Regions from separate parts of the Mus musculus genome. Here region 1 is linked to region 2. Evidence: chromatin contacts called from public HiChIP or PLAC-seq data. All regions are on one chromosome and are shown on one strand. Each heading gives the region's core, a stretch centred on a gene start, on an enhancer-like site or on the middle of the called end of the contact. The rest is flanking DNA. Distances are from core to core; before and after follow the strand shown. Region 1 holds the start of Ccdc93 (coiled-coil domain containing 93). Region 2 holds the start of 2610027F03Rik (a long non-coding RNA gene).

Region 1 (6,445 bases), core at 3,327-5,826, 750 kb before region 2:
AGAACTTGAGTTCGGTCCCCACTCTAACTCCAGCTCCAGGAGATCCAATGCCCACCTGTACACACCAACACACATATACACTTAACTAAAACTAAAATAAATCTGTAAAACAAAAGTTAAAAAGACATAAAATACTCCATCCCATGGTGAAGCTCACCCCTCTAAACAAGCATTGCCAGCTACAGGATATCTGCCATTGTCTAAGCATGCGGTTCAGGATAGCTATGAACTCAGATTACTTCCTCCACAGACTTTATAACTCCTTCCCGAAGTATATGTTCCTTAAAAGAGAAATGATTTTTTGTTCGTGTGTGTACATGTGTGAGTGTTCCTGTGTGCGTATGTTTGTGCACACACATGCATACATGTAGAGGCCACAGGTCCGCACTGGGTGTCATTCCTCAGGAGTCATCCATCCATCTATCTAGTTGAGACACATGGTCTCACTGTCCTAGAACTCATCAATTTGGCTAGGCTGGCCGGGGAGCCCCAGGGATCTGCCTGTCTCCACTTGCCCAGTACTGAAATCACAAGCATGCCACAGGTCTGGCCTGCCTGCCTGCCTGCCTGCCTGCCTGCCTGCCTGCCTTCCTTCCTTCCTTCCTTCCTTCCTTCCTTCCTTCCTTCCTTCCTCCCTCCCTCCCTCCCTCCCTCCCTCCCTCCCTCCCTCTCTCCTTTCCTTTTTTTTTTTTTGCATGGGTTCTGGGGATCCAAGTCAGGTCCCCATGCTTTCCCAGCAAGCACTTTACTGACTGAGGAGTCTCCCGGCCTGAGAAAATACTCTCTTGCTTGTTTACAGTCCCTAAAATAGTGTGCACAGTAATGGAACCCAATTGCATCTACTGACTTTGAACAGGAAATCCGAGTACATCCCCGAGGAATCTGGACCACGGGTACAGAGGAAGTAAAAACACAATCAGTTTATCCTCCGCTACCTTGAGTAACCGCGCAGTCCTGCAGAGAGACGGCACAGTGGCTATCGAGGCTTTCTCTTACCTTGTCGAAAGGAGACAAGCCTTTAATTCTTGCTCTGAAATAGCCAGCTGCGACCAAGAGCTCCAGGATTTCAGTCAGCTTGACATTCTGTTCTTCGTCTTCTCTCGTCTCCACCTAGAACAAAAGGGATGCACGTAACTGGTAAAGGCCATCTCCACTGAACGGAAATGAAGTAAATCCTTCCGCTGCCAAGAGTCGGATGTTCATATTAGCATGAGGACAAGAGTTCAGATTCCCCAGAACCCATGCAAATCCTGGGCAGGCATGGTGGCCCACCTGTGAGCCCAGCACTTGGAAAGCAAAGACCACAGGCTAGCTATTTATAGCTAGACTAGCCCAGCTAGTAAACTCTAGGTTCAATTGAAAGGCCTTGCCTCAATGAATAAGGTAGAAAAATGGCAGAGTAAGACAACTGATGCCAACCTCAGGTGTCAATATGCACTCACATACATGTGTATTCAAACACGTGTGACCATCTATACACACATATGAACATCCATATACACACGCATACAGGCATGTCTAGACACCACACATGCAAACACACACACACAGGTAAATAAGACAGAATTCCTTCGAGTATTCAGCCATCATGTGTCATAAAGATACTGCCAAGAAGGGGACACTATAGCCCAGAAGGACAATCTCCCACCTCAATTCATTGCATATAGCATCCCCACCGGCTGCCTGTCATTTCAGGATGTACAACTGTATTTTTGAAATAGAACCAATGAAATAAGTTTTTGGCCTAAGACACTGAATGGGGATGTTTGATTCCAAATTCACTTTACACATTAACGCGCTTACACAGAATGGAAAGTGGTCATGTGCTGATATGCAGAGAACAAAAAACCATCCTTCTTGAAACCATAAAACCCCAGCACACTGGATAATACCTCCAGTTACTAACGTAGGACACTGGAGGCCAGAGACGACGGTTTAGTGGTTCAGGGCACATACCGTTCTTCTAGGGGACCCAGGTTCAGTTCCCCAAGCCCACACTAAGCATCTCACCACCACCTTTACTCATCTCTGGTATCTGCCACGCTCGTCAGGACTTCACAGGTACTCAGATTCACTCGCACATACAGACACATGGACATATACGTAAGTAAAGGGAAATAAATTCATAACCAGAGACTGATAGAGATGGATCGCAGAGAGCTCTTAAACAAGGCCAGAGAAGCTCCCATCTGCCCTGCACTGTAGCTCTCAGAAGCTGGAAGGGTCTAGCTATTGCTTTCTTTCATATACACACAAAGGGATTCAAAACCTGACCAGCAGGAGTTAACTGGATTAGTGAGAGCCAGGTGACAGCAATTTTGTTTTGTCTTTTAAGAAAGGGTCTCCTGTGGCCCAGGGTTGGCCTTCTCCATTCCTCTATGTGGACAGTGACCTTGCATTCCTAGTTCTCTTGCCTCCCCAGTGCTGAGATTACAGGCACCCCACCCTCACTGTTCACTGTGCTGGGGACAGAACCCAGAGCTCAGGCACATATGTAAGCACTCTGCCCTAAACCCTCGGTATTTGGAGCTTTTCAACTTTATACTCATGCTAGCTTTTAGCCTTTATATCTTTTTTTTAAGTCTATATCTGTGTGCACACTATAACAGTCATTTTGGTCTTTCTGTGTTTTGCTTTTTCTTTTTTGAGACAGGATCTCACTATGTATGCCCACCCCTCTCATCTCCCTACCCACAGCTGCTCCAGAACTCACGATGTAGAACAAGCTAGAAAAGAGTAACAAATCAGACCCAGCCTCCTGGCTATCTATGAGGAGTCACACCTACTCATGAAAGTGGTGTGTTTATTACTTTTAGAAAAACTTCCACTAGTTTGAAGGAACTAGGGTAGAACTGGAAGCCCTACACAGGACTCCATAGCAGACGGCCAAGAAAAGCCTTAAAGCTGCAACAATAGCCCAGCGCTTGCCTCACGACATGAGGATCAGAGTTCAATCTCCAGGACCCATATAAACACACCAGCCATGGTACTGTGCACTTGTAATCCCAGGGACAGAAAGATCCCTGGGTCTCACTGGCCAACCAATCTAGCCTATTGGGAAGTGCCAGGCCAATGAGTACTTGTCTCAAAGGAGGTTTTCAGCATTCATGAGGGTGACATGGGAGGCTCTATTCTGACCTCCACACATGCTCACATATGCACTTCATCATACAGAGAGAGACAGACAGAGAGAGAGAGACAGACAGACAGAGATTTTTACATGGCAAAGAAAATCTGAACTATTACAACCCAGACCCCATGAAACTTTACCTAACCCAGGGCCACACATACCCACCCTTCATCACCTGGACACAGAACACTTCGACTCTGTAATGAGTAGGATGAAGATGTAACAGAAGGATTTGTGAGGGGCACGGGGAAGCAAGATCGGCGCAGCTGAATAAGAACGGGCACTAGGCACAGTGTCAAATAGGCACACCACACCTCTGCCAAAGCCTGCCTTCCAGCCTTAGAAAGAGATCCAGGTGCCTTAGAGGTGTTCCCTAATTCTCTCTGGAAACTGGGACTCTTCTCTAAGCTCAGAGCTTTGAGTAAAGCAACTAGGAGGACAACTGGAAATCCCACAGCCAAGCTCTAACGGTAGCCCACCGTTAGAGAGTGGTTGCACTTTTCTTCCCAGCCTACGTGGTAGTCCTGTTCATAGGATCGAATGAGTACTGGCTGAGTACTCGACTAAACCATTTCTGAAAAGGTCCTCCCTCCTTAGAACACGCAGCATGTTCCTGTCCCGACACAGGCACCACAGGAGAGAGTGTCCTCAACTCTGTCATCACCCTGATGTGCGCAGAGCTTCCAAACTTCCTTCACCCTCCCCGGCCCGTGGGACGGGGGGAGGGGCAGGAGGCTACAAGCCGGGTAGGTAGCGTGCCTTCCTGACAAAAGGGAATGAAAGGCTGGCCACATGGGTCCCGCAGAAGGTGTGTGTCCCAAGGTCACCGCCCCCTGCACACCGGGAGCAGGACAGTCCCACCGCTCATCTCGTGACTGCTGAGACTCCTAAGCGCAGCAGCCTTGGCCCGGGGGAAGCCAGTCTCGCAATGTGAGGGGCCTCCAGACAACCCGAGATAGGAATTCCCGGGGACCTCGTGATGTGTGAGGTTGCATCTGGGCCGGGATCTGGATGTTTCCTCTGTCCCCAGAGGACCCAGGAACCCTTAAGTTTGCACCCAGCGACACGATGCACCCTGGCACGCCGGGGGACCAGTCAGCTGCCCCTCCAGGGTACCTAGGGCCCGCCTTGGGACAGACACACCTGAGCAACCATAGACAGTGTCCCCGCCACCCCAGGCTGGTCCCTGCCCGCCGCCCTGGGCTCGGCCCTCTCTCCCCAGCAACCCCAGGGTGTCAGGGACAGAGGTCCTCACCTCCGGGAGTCCCTGGCCCTCTGGCCCCTTGGGTAACCCCATGATCCAGATGCGCTGATGTGGAGCCGGAGAGAGCGGGCCCTACAACCGAACTGTGATCCGGGTGGGGTGCAAAGCGGAAACTTCCTTCACAGGAGCTGACACTACCACAGCAGGTCGGAGAACCGTGGCCCCGCGGAGCATGCGCACTAGTGCTGAAGCGAGGAACCACTGCGCCTGCGCAAGGACAGCCAGCACTGCTGGGCGGGGCTGGATCCCGAGTAACCGATCCTCCCCTCAGAGGAGGTGCTGAACTCAAGATTCCTCCTAAGGTACTTTTTCTTTCTTTTAAAAATGTTTCTCTTTCTTTTTCTTTTTTCTTTTCCTACTTTTTCCTTTCTTTCCTAAGTTTTCTTAAAATGCTTTCTTATTGTTCCTCTTTTTTTCTTTTTTTTTTGTTCCTTGAGACAGTGTCTTAGCCAGCCTGGCTTAGCACTTCCTAAGGATGACTTTGTTCCCCTATAGTTTATAGGAATGCGCCACCATGATCAGTTCCTTTTTTTTTTTTTTTTTTTTTTTTTCGTTTACAAAGTAGCACGTTTCCTTATGGCATTTTCATATATCCTTAGTTTTACTTGAACACCCACCCTCTTTTCTCTACCATCTCCTTGCCGGTCCCTTCCCTTCTTAAATCCTTCTACCTCTAGTATTTCTCCCTTCAACTGTTATATCACCAGAGTTCTTTTAACTATTCCCACTTTCTAGTTTCTTGGCCTTCACGGAGCTTCTTAAAAGCTATTTCCCTGTGTCGTGAGGATCTCTTGCCTTCTGGCTCCCTTTCCTTTCCCTGGGTATCAGATTCTGAGTTTGGTTCTTTCCAAGCCTGGCTTGGACAGCTCCCAGCTCCTGAGTCAGTCCCAGCTAAGACCCAGTTCCAGCCATGTTTAACACACTCTTGTGCCAGCTATTAACATGTGGACCTGGGGACAGAGAACTCAAAAAGAGATCATTACATTTGTTCCTTCCTAGTCTCTGCATTTTATTTCCAGGAAAATTTTGTTTTGGAAAATAATCCTCACCCATCTCATCCTGACACCCTGCATCTTTCTGGGGACATGTTTTGTAAAATGCAGAGTCCGGTGATCACATACGATTAGCTGCTGTACCACTTATGCAATGTGCCCCTTGTCTGTCCCAGAGGATGGCAGCTATACAAAAGGGTTGTCTTTTTCCTGCCAGCCCAGCACCTGCTGCAGAACAGCTTACCAGCCTATTTTCATTTTGTAAGAGATGGAGGCAGAAGTGACATGAAGTCTTCTGCTGTAGGAGAGATCTTTACTGAAGGACGGGTGGAAAACTGGAAAAACATATGCTTCTTGCCATTAAAGAGGTTTTGTGTTTGCTTCCTTTCTTCCTCTTAATATCTCTGATAACTTTTGATTGTTTTTTCTTAGATTTATTATTTTATTTTAGGTGTATGACTGTTGTGCCTGTATGTATGCCTACATACCATGTGCATGCCTCTGGCTCAAAGAAATTCGAGGGTATGAGGTTCCCCTGGTACCTGAATTACAGAAAATTATGAGCTATCTCATAGCCACTGGGAATCAAACCTAGGTCCTCTGTAAGAGCAGTAAGAGCTCTTAACTACCAAGCCATCTCTCCAGCTTCTATGATAGCAATTCTTGGGACCATGACTAGGGCAACTCTTTTTTTTTTGGGGGGTGGGTCTCTGTATAGCCCTGGCTGTCCCAGAACTCACTCTGTAGACCAGGCTGGCCTTGAACTCAGAAATCTGCCTGCCTCTGCCTCCAAGCTTTGGGATTAAAGGCGTGTGCCACCACGCCCGGCCTCTAGGGTAACTCTTATAAAGGAAAGCATTTCATTGGGGCTGGCTTACAGTTTCAGGGGTTTAGTCCACTATCATCATGGCAAGAAGCATGGAAGTATGCAGGCAGACTTGGTCCCAGAGGAGCCAAGAGTTCTACATCTTGATTTGTAGGCAGCAGAAGACTGTGTGCCACACTTCATGTAATTTGAGCATAGGAGACCTCAAAGCCTGCTTCTACCATGTCACACAC
Region 2 (6,256 bases), core at 3,600-6,099:
TCATGCCCAGGGCATGGATGATTCTTGGATAGTCATGGCTCTTCAGCCCAGGCTAAAAGTCCAAAGAAACCAGATTCTGATGTCAAGGAAAGATGGTGTCAACAGACGCAGTGGCAGCAGCAGTGGCAGAGGCACTTGCCAGAAAGAGACAAAGACTAGAAGGCAAAAAAACAAAAGCTTTTCACTGGGACTCTACTTCTAGGAAAGTGCCATGCAAATTTAGGGTGGGGCTTCTCACTTTAATTAATACCTTGATTAATCCTGATCAAGAAAATCCTTAATAGGCAAGCCTTGAGGTTTACCTAATCTAGATAATATCTCACTGGTGTACCAGAGGCTTGACTCAAGGGTGGTTCTAGATCAGCAGTTCTCAACCTGTGGGTCTCAACCTCATTGGGGATTGAACAATCCTTTCACGGGGGTCGAATATCAGATGTCCTGCACATTACATATCTACATTACTATTTTTAAAAGAAACAAAATTACAGTTATGAGGTAGCAACAGAAGTATTTTTATGGCTGGGGGTCACCAGAATATGAAGAACTTTAATAAAGAATCCCAGAAATTGGAAGGTTGAGAACCACTGATCTAGATCCTGAGATCTAACTGAGATTCCCCATAGGCATGAACCACGGGTTGTGGTTGCTATGATGCAGTACTGCAATCTAGTCATGTGTCCCCCACCAGCCTTAGTCTGGCTTTTCTTTCACCTGGGTTTCCCCACAGGTGGCAGGATGCTCACTGTTTATTAAGTATCTGCTGGGTGGCAGGCACAGAACCAGTACACTGTCTCCAGTGACATTTAATCATTTCTATCATCTTAAAAAGTCCCCTGGTCTTTGAAGATGAGAAAATGGGCTGAGAGGAGAGTGAAGCCTGCAAAGAAGGAGGGAAGCAGAGAGGCAATAGCCTTATTGGTCAATTACAGACACAAGAGCAGTTTGGCCTCTACCCTCCCTCCCCACTCCAGCCATCACTTTCACTTAGACAGTGGAAAATTCCCATACCAAGGAAAGCAGTATAAGGCGAGAGCTGGAGATGCAGCTTCAATGGTAAAGTACTTACCGAGCATCCACAAAGCCATCTGTTCCACCCATGGCTCTGCACAAGCTGAGCGTGGCTGCACACACATCACATCCTGACACTTCAGAAGTGAAGTCAGGAGCCTCTGGAGTTCAGCTACATAGGGAGTTCGAAGTCTACCAGGGCTACCTGAGACCCTGTCTCAAAAAAGAATAGGTACATGAGAAATTGAAACCATAAAAATAAAAATACATCTGAGCGTGGTGGCGCACGCCTTTAATCCCAGCTCTCGGGAGGCAGAGGCAGGCAGATTTCTGAGTTCGAGGCTAGCCTGGTCTACAAAGTGAGTTCCAGGACAGCCAGGGCTATACAGAGAAACCCTGTCTCGAAAAACCAAATAAATAAATAAATAAATAAATAAATAAATAAATAAATAAATAAAATAAAAATACAATGTGTGCTTACCATTTAACTCTAAACCTTTGAGCAGGAATCACGTGGCTGTAGGAGCTTCCCAGTGGGCTTTTGTGTGAATACAGAGGAAGGGAGGACAAAGACTCCATGAGATCATCCTGGCTTAGATTTGTGGCTCCTTCTCACCAGAAACCCAGGGTCAAGATGAAGAGCCAAGGGTTAAGGCTGTGTTAAACATGAAAGCAGATCAGATTTGAGAAAGTCCTCCCATCCTCCTGCCTCTGAACACAGAGATGTGAAAATTTTAAGATTATTTTATTGATTTATTTTGAGGATTAGGGGTACATGATGTGCACTGTGTGTGTGGGGGGGGGGGAGGGTTAAAGGATGACTCTTCAGAAGTAGCATCTTCCCTTCTGCCATGTTAGTGAGGCAGGTCTCTCTTTATTTCTGCCTCTGCACTGCATATCCATGACATTTCTGATACCTTCCCTCCCTATGAGGCTGGGCTTATATAATGGATGCCAAACACCGGTTCCAGGTTCTAAGATAGAATTCCAGTCCTTGGGGTTGAGCATTGAGCACTTTTCATCCGCTGAGCTATCTCAGCCTGGCCAGCAGCATTGACTTTGAAGGCTCCTTACTATCTTCCTGGCTTCCTCCTGTGGTCCTTGGTGTCCTGTGCATGCTGCCTCCTACCTAACTTGCCTTCACGCTGCACTCCAGCACCCCTCCCCCACCCCTCACCCTCTAGAAAATAGCTTTCTGAGGATTTGCTTAGTGGAAACATCCAGCGCCCTAGGAATTGGCTCCCTTGCTAGAAAAAGCAAAGATTTCCTCCTCTTAGGCTGCTGCGAGAGGCTGGCACCTGAGTTGTGGTAACTTCAAAGGCTGCACACATTTCAGCTCCAGAGACCAGAGAAGGCTGGGGGCTCCTCCCGCTGCCTCTGCCTGGACTCATACCAATTCCATGGCCACCTGCAGGAAGGGCTCTGTGCACATGATTTAAGAAGCCTAAAAATCTGAGTGTACAGCTGTATCTGGGGATAGGCATGGATGTCCAAAAGGTATAGTGTTTTCAGAATCCTTAAGACCAGCCTTGGGGCCCAGAAGTTGCTAGTCACCAAGCTAGATGACCTGAGTCTCCTGCCCTGAATCTGTACTGTAGAAGATAGATAGAGGCACAGGCAGGGAATGAAATCTACATTTGGAGAAGGTCTTGGGTTCCTGGCTTCAGTGGGTAATAGATATTTATGACTAAGAAGTCACCCCAAAAGAAGCTTTTACTAGAGCCATGGCACTCTCTGATCACAGGCTCTGCTGGCCTTTCTAAGATAACCTTTATGTTCACATTTTAAACATTCTATGGAGATGCTTTCCTTCCTTAAAAAGAAGAAGGGGAGAAAGCCTTGAAGGCAGCTGTTTCCTATATGCAGCTGGATTCTGCCACACAACTGTTTCGCCTTTAACAACTTTGTCAAGCTTAATTTGAGAGTAATCTGATTGCAGGTATCAGGTAGGAACAGGACGCTTCCAAGGACCCAGATCCCCACAGAGGGGTCAGTTCTAGTATCCAGGGTGGAAGGGAAGCATTGGTCAGAACGCAGGAAGCCAGAGGACCACAGACTGGCTGTAAAGCGCCAAGTTCACCCCCACGAGTCCACCATGGACTCCAGGAGATAATGCCTATGGGCAGAAGGAATGAGGTTTTCATTGCCAGGTCCCCAGTAACATAAAATCTCACAAACAACCTCCGTAAATCATGCCGTGACAGCTACCGGGCTTGTCCAACGTTAAACATAAGGGACTCTTCTTTTAAGTGGGGCTGCAGTCGCAGGCGGCACCATCTCCAGTCCTCAAACATCTGTAGTTCATCTTATCGTTTGAAGAAATATATGAGTTTCACTGTCTTTTTTTTTTCTTTTAAGCCTTTTGCAGCTTCTGCTCCTTGACTTGTTTGAACACCATCTGCTATGTATAAAATTGGGGGTGGGGGTACAGTGTGGAAAAAGAACATTTGAGAGATCTGTGGAGCGAGAGAAAAAGCAAACACTTCTGTGGGCATCAGAGGCCATCCACTTTCCTTTCTCAGCACCAGCCTCTTGTGGGTGTTGAACTTGGGGTGCTGCCCTGAGCTTAGGCTAGAGCGTGCTCTGGGTTTTGAGGAGTTTGCTTATTTTATTAGTGTGTATGTGCTCTATCTATGTGGAGTATGTATGTCTAGTTCCTGTGTATGCAGGTATATGAATGCAGAGGCCAGAAGGGACAACTACAGATCCTGTTCTATGACCCTGAACCAGAATATCTCACAGATCCAGGAGCTAAGCTGGCAGCCGGCCCCAGTGATCCTCATACCTCCATTCAGCACAAAACCAAGGTTACAGGCACCTACACAGCCTCACTCGGCTCTTTACATACATGCTGGGGATGGGAACACAGGTCCTCACTCTCACACAGCCAGTGGTCTTACGTCTGAGCCACGTCTGAAGTCCCCCATTCTGGGTTGGTCTGGTGCTGGTTAATTCCTTACTAATCAGCTTTGCAGAAACCATGGTGACAGTGAAAGTCCGGCACAGGTGATTCTCGGGTCCTTAAAGACATGGAAACCCACCTCGGGATTGGCTGAGCCCCTCCAAAGTGTCTAGAGATAGGAAAGAAGCTAAATCATGGCCCTTGGAACAAGCAGTAGAGAGGGATGACACTCATATAATAGAAAGGCTAGTGGAGGGAGCATATGTCATAGCATAAAGTCACCACAGGGTGGTACAAACTGCAGTGCACAGTCTCCCTAGGGCTGGTATCTCAGAGAAGCTGAGGGACAGAGCACCAGGCAACTGGGCTGGAAATAAGGGCAGCAGGGGGCCTCCCGGCTCCTTCTTCCAAAGCAGAGGTGTCTGAACTGAAGCAAGCAGTCTACAGGCGACAGATGTTTAAACACTTGACCCCTAAATTAATCACCACCTCTTTGTACCCTAGGCCATGCCTGGTCCAGTTGCCTCAGCCCTAACGTGGTCCAGGCAACATACATAGCTCAAATTCCAGGGACTCCCATTCTATTGGCCAGGAAATTAATTTAAATGATGTTTTTAATGGCCAGAGCGTCATTATGGATGAACTAAGCCAACAGTGAGGACAGAGATTTTACACTAACTCTGAAAGATTTTTGCTACAAGCAGCTGTTGATCAAAAAACTGTTCATAGAACTCAAAGGCCCCTCAGACAATTTTACCATCCCCTAGTGGGGATGGTAAAACAAATACTTAATAAAACTGATTAAAGGGTTGAGGAGCTGACATAATCAATACAGTTCTTGTCAAGCAAACATGAAGACTTGAGTTCTACCCACAGAACTTGTGTATAAAGACTGGACATGGTCCTAGACGCTTGAAATCTCAGCACATGGGAGATGAAGGCAGGTGGATCCCTGGGGGTGGGGGGGGGGGAGGGACGTGGGAGGCTTTCTAGCCAGCCAGCCTAGTCTACCTGATGAACTCCAGGCCAGTGAGATACTCTGCCTTAAAAAATATATACAAAAACGGTAGACTGTTCCTGAAGAATCAGTACCCAAAGTTGCCATCTGACCTTCATGTAGATGCACACATCTTCCCAGTGGTAAAACATGTACCTGAGGTGGATAAGACTTTACCCATTGAAAATATTTTTACTGATTAATAACCCTCGAAATTCTCATTATCTTCAGCAGTATTGATTTTATTATCACAATTGACAAGAAGATGGTGTGACTTTCTAACTGAATTCTTGGTGAATTCTCTTCTTTGATTTCTTCCACTAAACTCCTGGCTGGACCTGCATTAAAGGTTCATATCTGTCTTGAGCCATAATTCTTAGTTTTTTAAAATAGGTTTTATTTTTAAATAATATGTAGATGTGCATGTAAGTGAGTGTAGATGCCGTCGGAGACCCAAAGAAGCTGCCAACTGGAGCTGGTGTTTCAGGCAGTTGCAAGCCATCCAGTATTGGTGCTGGAAACTGAACTTGGGTCTTCTTAGCTGCTGAACTATCTCACCAGGTCCCCTGAGCTACAGTTTTTAAACATTTCTAATCCTTTGTCTCTGAAATGAAATATGAAGATGCCATTAGAACTCATGGGTTTGTTTGGTTGGTTTGGTTTGGGGATTGGAGATCTGATCCAGGACCCAGTGCATGCTAAACCGTTGCTCAACCACTGAACTGCATACCTACACTCTGCTTCTTAATGGCAGGCTGGCGCCTCAGGGTTCCGGCTGTGTGGGGCAATCCACTTGGGTCTGAGTTAAGCATGAGGCTTTGCCTACCATGGGAAAGAAAAGAGGTGCTAAACTGGTCCCGTTCATATTAGCAGAGAGCTGTCAGTGTCTCCCTGTCATGTGTCCCAGCATCCTTCCCATCAAATTTGCCAAGTAAGTGGAGAGACATTTCGGGCAACATTACAAATTTAACCAAGCATGCCCATGTCAGGGCTATATTTTGATGAGATAAAAGAAATTTTACCCCTGAAGGAAACAGGAGAAGAAGACCCTGTTAATCGCACTCTGTGTGTGTGTGTGTGTGTGTGTGTGTGTGTGTGTGTGTGTGTGTGTTTTGTGTGTGTGTATATGTGTGTGTGGGTGCGCATGTAAACTTGAAGGCTAAAGGTCAACTGCAGATGTCCTTTCTCTGAACCTATCCATCTTCCTTTCTGAGATGTGATTTCTCACTGTCTTGGAACTTCTCATTTTTGCTACACTGGTGGCCATTCCCCAGGGAATCCACCTTTCTCTATCTCTTCAAACTCTGAATCACGAGCCTGCTGCGTCACTCCTTGCTGCTCGTTTGCTT

What was found. HiChIP or PLAC-seq counts read pairs in DNA pulled down with a chosen protein or histone mark.
Region 1: an H3K4me3 HiChIP or PLAC-seq map of embryonic forebrain shows a contact between it and region 2, with 2.6 times the contacts expected there. The contact joins the promoter of Ccdc93 here to the promoter of 2610027F03Rik in region 2. A contact is called at or near these places in 1 of 39 promoter capture datasets (hippocampal neurons), 2 of 115 datasets of contacts at active chromatin or transcription factors (astrocytes and embryonic forebrain) and 1 of 9 other capture datasets (embryonic stem cells).

The regions. Positions count from the first base shown.
Region 1 is chr1:121,429,198-121,435,642 of GRCm38.p6, reverse strand. It overlaps Ccdc93 (coiled-coil domain containing 93), which reads right to left and starts at 4,576. Exons shown (of 24, transcript NM_001025156.2): 1 at 4,386-4,576; 2 at 997-1,110. The coding sequence starts at 4,427. Gm35243 (a long non-coding RNA gene) reads left to right here and starts at 4,575. Exons shown (of 2, transcript XR_387343.4): 1 at 4,575-4,696; 2 at 5,414-6,445.
Region 2 is chr1:120,684,008-120,690,263 of GRCm38.p6, reverse strand. It overlaps 2610027F03Rik (a long non-coding RNA gene), which reads right to left and starts at 4,849. Exons shown (of 3, transcript XR_001779385.1): 1 at 1,490-4,849; 2 at 1,067-1,221.